Linked DNA regions of Anas platyrhynchos: region 1 is linked to region 2. The links are chromatin contacts, called in public Hi-C maps. All regions are on one chromosome and are shown on one strand. The core of a region is the stretch at or near the end of the contact, and the rest is flanking DNA. Distances in the headings are between cores, read along the strand shown. Region 1 has its middle 17 kb from the start of CD28. Region 2 has its middle 18 kb from the start of CD28.

Region 1 (2,700 bases), core at 147-2,646, 35 kb after region 2:
TTCCTTTCCCTCACTGGGTTTTTTGTTCCTTCAGGGGAACTATTCTGGATCAGGCTGAAATGTTCTCATGGACTGGAACAACCCCTCTTTTTCAGTCCAGAAGTATCACTCTCTAACCAGCAAAAATGAAGGTGCAAACAAGCAACGTGTAACAGTGAGGTGGTGTGGAAATCAACGTAGTGGTTTCAATCTGGTAGGAGGATTAAATGGCCTTTTTGCAAAACCCTTTTGCTCTCAAATAAAGAAGCTACAGAAGCTACAACATACTGAAGGACCTTAACCGAAGAGGTCAGGTTGCCAAATTCAGCAATCCAAGGCAGAACAGCCAGCTGGAAGCTTTCCCACCCAGCCTCGCTTCTGCCCCCTGCTGCGAGCAAAGCGGCTCCATCACCCCGAGGGCATTTTGTCCTGCCCGCAGGAGCCGTGCCCTCTGCTCCCAGCACACACACACAAAGAGGCTCCCTTCTTGCACAGATGCTGCAGGTCCAGAGCGTGAGTGAGCCCAAGCCCCTCAGACAGAGGGTGGCAGCAGGACACGGCCGTGGCCCTAACTCTGCCCTCAGGCGCCCGCGGCCGGCTGAGCCCACGCTGGCCGGCACGTGTGGCCACGCGGGGCGAGGGAGGGCAACGTGGCTGCAAATTGCAACCAGCCACAGCCACAGAGGGAAGGAGGTGAAGGCTTGGACAATGCACCCAGGCCAGCCGGAGGAGGATAATAGCTAACTTAATGCCCGACGGCCTTGTCAGTGCCCCGTTAAATTAGATCACTCTGTTGTGAGTCAGAATGAACTCATTTTCCTGCTATGCTTGCTGCCTGTGACAGCCCTCGGGCTACTTTAATCTTCAAACACCAGTGGTCAAGATGAGAGCTGATTTTTTTTTTTTTTTTTTTTGGCTTGTGAAAATGATGAAGTAGGCTGCTTGCATTTCTTTGTGGGCTTCTCAGCCTTTCCCAGCCAAGTCAAAACTGGCTGGAGAATTGAAATCATTGCTCTCTTTGCACAGCTCATCCGCTGCTGATGCACAAAGACAGAGGCTGAAGTCCAGGGCAGAATGTCAGCTTTGGGAGCATTATCCCAGCTAGGTCTTTTTCTCATTAGCAGCATGCTGAGGTGATGCCAATGTTTTCTCTTAACAACAAGAATTAAGGATGACGCTGCGAAGATACAGCCACGGACAGAAAGGAATGACCACTGTCCCTGCTGCAGACACACACAGTTGACACTAATTTCAAGTCCAGCCCTGTGATGGAGCAACCCACCACTAAAGGTGGGAGAAGCAAGAAGGGGTTAATGGAGAAACCACCCTAAAACCGCTTCAGTGGAACTCTGGAAGAGTCCCGCAGGGATCAGCAATGAACAAACCAGCTGCAGGATGCACTACGCAAAGCAGACTTCTGCCTCTCCCTGGCCACATACTAGAAATAACAGCATTAAAAACACCCTGGTCCTTCTTGCCTCAAGAAGTACTTTTTAGTGCACAGGCTGCTCTGCACCAATGAGGAATTAACCGCACTGTTTGGGTCCTGCGAGCAGGCTTGGGCACACATTTGAATCCCAGGAAACTTTCGAGACAAAGGCAGCAAATTATATTCATAGGGCAGTGGCCAAATAAACCACAGCAGGCTGGGAAGGCAGGACAGCTGAATGGCAGACTGCAGGAAAAGTGGAGTTAAGTGACTCCAGGGCTTGTCTCCAGCAGCTAGAGAAATGCATTAGTTTGGACTGAAGCTCCAGTGAATTTCCAATAAAAGCAGTCCTTGGAAGGATGGAGAATCTGTGGTTATTTCCTGAGATTATTAAAATCAAACTAACTATGCATATACCTTTAACTAAAAAAGGATTTTTTTAATACATTTATTTCTGCCTTATCTCCTTTCTTAACTAAAGGATCTGTTACTTACAAATCCCACATTCCACTTGCAGTATAAGGTTTTAAAATCAGAGTATTCCTATCTTGTTACTCTTTTTTTTTTTTCCTTGTTATGAAGGCATTTCTGTTGTAGTTCTGCAATCTGATTTCAAACCACTGAGGCAGAGAGGCAAACTGAGAACCAGGATATAAGCACAGGATGTATCTACTGCAGCTCTGCACTGCACGGCAATGCCAACACACTGTGAAAGGTAGCAAGCACAAGATGAAGTTCAAAGAGTCCACAGGTTACATGAGCGACTTGGTCTGTGAGGAAATGTCAGTTAGAAGCGAGCAGCACAAAACAGCTCTGTTTTCCTATTGCTGTGGCTTTGCTTGGTGACGATGACATACAAAGATTAAGTCTAACTGCACGAGCTCCAGTTGTTTATCTCCTTTATTATCATCGCCAGTAAGTGAAGGAGATGTGTGGGTGTCACCTGCAAAAAAAGAAGTTGCATTTCTGAGAGAAAAAACATCTGCAGATCAGAGAAGGCACATGGTCTTGTTTAATTCATGCATATCCAATTTCCTTCCTGTCACTAATCTGCAGCACTGAATTTAGTCTTCTGGATTTCCTTAGCTTTGCTATGCTGAGAGAGTTCAAGAGAGTGGGAGACGGAGGGACTTGAGCAACATCAAGAGCCCAGAAAGCCTGCAGAGCATCGAGGTCATTTGCAAATCACTAAGATAGCCTGGCTCCCACGGCACGGAATTTGATTTTCCCTCCCTCACTTCCCATCTGCTGAACTATGGGGATTTATCTGCTGTGCAATCAGTTTACAGAAG
Region 2 (2,700 bases), core at 155-2,654:
GATTGTCTTTTCCATTGCACTCAATTAAGTTAGCTTTGGCCTGGTAATTACATATACAAGCAAAAGGTATGTGTTTTGTGAAACAAAAATTGGATAGCTGAACTCTAGTTACAGCACAGTCACCCAGCTCACTGTGTCCAGTGTTGCTGAGAGGCATTAGGAAACAAATTTTGATCAGGTTTCCAGTCTTTCCTATTACTCCTGGTCCCTATTATTCCTTTCTGTCCAGTTTCTTTCTCCTCCCTTTTGTATCATCTAGTCATTTCCTCTCCTCACTTGGCACTAAGCAGCAGTGCAAGAATAAGGAATAGCCGGTGGAGAGGAGCAAAACACTGGATGAAAAGAAGCAAGTAGAAATGGAAATGAGAACAGATATCTCAAGGAAAACTCCCAAGAACCTCCACTGGGATATATGCCCAAGTAAGGGAGCGTGGGGAGGGCAGGAAATGGCCTGAAGAGATCTTTAAAATACTGCAGTAGTTAATTCAGATCAAGTGTTCCTGGGGACAGTTTGTGGTAATGAGGAGAATGCACTGAAGGTGTAGGAGGGACACACAGTTTTTGCAATATCAGTGCTTTCCCAGGGTTTCCTGACTCTGTCATTTTGAGAGCTCCATGCTTTAGCCCTAAGGAGAACACCAACCAGGAACTGAAAAGGTTCGGTGTGAGAAAATTTATGGCAGGCCAAATACCATGAATTTATCCATTTGGCCTTACAATAAACCCCCCATTGCTTAATGCAACTTCCTGAAGTTACTGATAAAGGAGCCCTGCACTCCCTGACAACACTGAGTGATTGGAGGGCAGCAGCCCTGCCAGCTAATATCCACAGCAGGCACCATCCAAGTGCCTCACCCCCTCTGGTTGTTAAGTAACAGGGAAACGGAGGAGATGGGCAACAAGTAAAGGTTCCCCACTTGGTAACTGGCCCACCCCAATGTGGCAGCTGATGCTTGTCACACAGGGGATAATGGGACCCTGAGCCTGGAACACCTCGGCACCCCCCTAGCAAGCTTGTGTCCTCCCTTAATCCTGGCTTCTTGTGTCCTCGCCCTTCTGCAGCCAGATCCTTGGAGTTGATGGCTCTGAGTGTTTCAAGCTGGCTTCTTAAAGCACTGACCTCAGGACCTGTGCAGATGAAACAGAAGCCATGTACACTGGGGCTCAGGGGGAACAAGCACGCAATTACATAGGGACTACTTCAGCTTTTCCTTCACTGTTAGGGGGCCTCTGGGCTGCACAAGTAGTCCAGAGTAATCGGGGTGCCCTGTGCCCTGGTACAAAGGCCTTCCCCTCCCTCATACTGCCGATATTGCTGGTTTCGGGCAAGGTCACACTTTGCCTGAGCTGGCCTTAGCATAAAGACAGCACTAATTAAACAGTTATATGAATAATAAAAACTTTCGGTTAGTTATCAAGCCCAGACAACACATCCAGCTCCCACACAGCATTCTTGTCTCATTCACATATGAAAACAGTGTAAGTTTTGTATAATGCTGATGCCGTAGTGGTTCATTCAGTAATCATTCATTAACTGAAACACTCATGTCAAACAACAGCATAGCATCTCAGCTCTGCACCTCCAGAAACCCTCAAGAGATTATTAAAAAGCCCCAAGTCCTCAGAAATGTCAGAGTCTGGAAATCCCTTTGTTTTAAACAAAAGTAAGGGCTGATCCTTTCCCTGAAATGCTCAGCTTGTTCCGAATGCCTGTTTAAATCAAACACAGATATGCTCTGGGCTTTCTGCAGATCCTTCTGTCTGCTTATAGACAGAGAAAAGAACATTGCAACATAAAGTGCATGCACATCTCCACATAAAACAAACCCCAAAGCCAGGTCAGTGACCAGCTGGGTATCCCAGGGGATGAGGAGGTATTTAACAGTGCGGCAGCTTGTTGGAAGAGGAGGAAGTGAAGAAGGCATGGGGGACAGAAAAAGGAGAACAGATTTTTCATTATAAGGATGACATTTACAAATACCATTCCCTTTGGGTGAGGTTACATTTAAGCTAGACAGCTCAGACAATATTAAAACTGAGATGAGGCCTTATTTCTGAAGTGCTTTTCTGCTGAGGAACCTGAAACACTTTCAGAGAAGCATGAATTAAGCCTCACAGCAGCAGCGTGTATGAAGCAACTATTATTCCCCATTTAGTAGATGGTGTATAAAAACGCAAAGAGGTCACGTGAGTGGTTCAAGGGCGTACAGGAAGTCTGTGGCACAGCACAGAAATAGAATCCAGACCTCTTGACTCCTAGACTTGTACTTTAACCACAAACTCATTCTTCTTCCCTTAAACATTCAAGAAGTTGAAAGCCACGCAGCATCAACAAGTCAAAGATCTGAGCGATGCTTGCCTTAGATTTTGTAAGTATATACCTAAAATAGCATATACATAGACAGGAAAAGATAATTACCTGGGGCAACACATAGTAATAGTAACTGTAGTATAAACAGCAAATTTGTTTTCTCCTTGCTGCTGCTGGAGTAGGGCTGCAAATTCATTCTTGTTCCCAGCTGGGAAAGGATTTTGGACATGGAGTGCAGGTTTCAGGATGCTGTTAGTGCATGTTTTTTGACCTGGACCTTTCTTACTTCAATCAATATTTACAAGAAAATAAATATATATGCAGGATTGCTTTGCTGTCTGATAATGATGAGGCTACAGTGAGAATGCAGGAGCTAAGGGTGATTTATT

Evidence for each region. Hi-C and Micro-C count contacts between places; a contact is called where the count stands out from the background.
Region 1: a Hi-C map of skeletal muscle shows a contact between it and region 2, with 1.9 times the contacts expected there. The contact joins two enhancer-like sites. A contact is called at or near these places in 2 of 8 Hi-C or Micro-C datasets (skeletal muscle and subcutaneous adipose tissue).

Annotation. Positions count from the first base shown.
Region 1 is chr7:26,314,220-26,316,919 of IASCAAS_PekinDuck_T2T, forward strand. No RefSeq gene overlaps it. Among named protein-coding and RNA genes, the nearest start is that of CD28, 17 kb to the left of the region's middle. Within about 2 kb of position 1,397, at least 6 of the 8 cell types and tissues checked have an H3K27ac peak or open chromatin away from gene starts, as enhancers often do.
Region 2 is chr7:26,279,222-26,281,921 of IASCAAS_PekinDuck_T2T, forward strand. No RefSeq gene overlaps it. Among named protein-coding and RNA genes, the nearest start is that of CD28, 18 kb to the right of the region's middle. Within about 2 kb of position 1,405, at least 6 of the 8 cell types and tissues checked have an H3K27ac peak or open chromatin away from gene starts, as enhancers often do.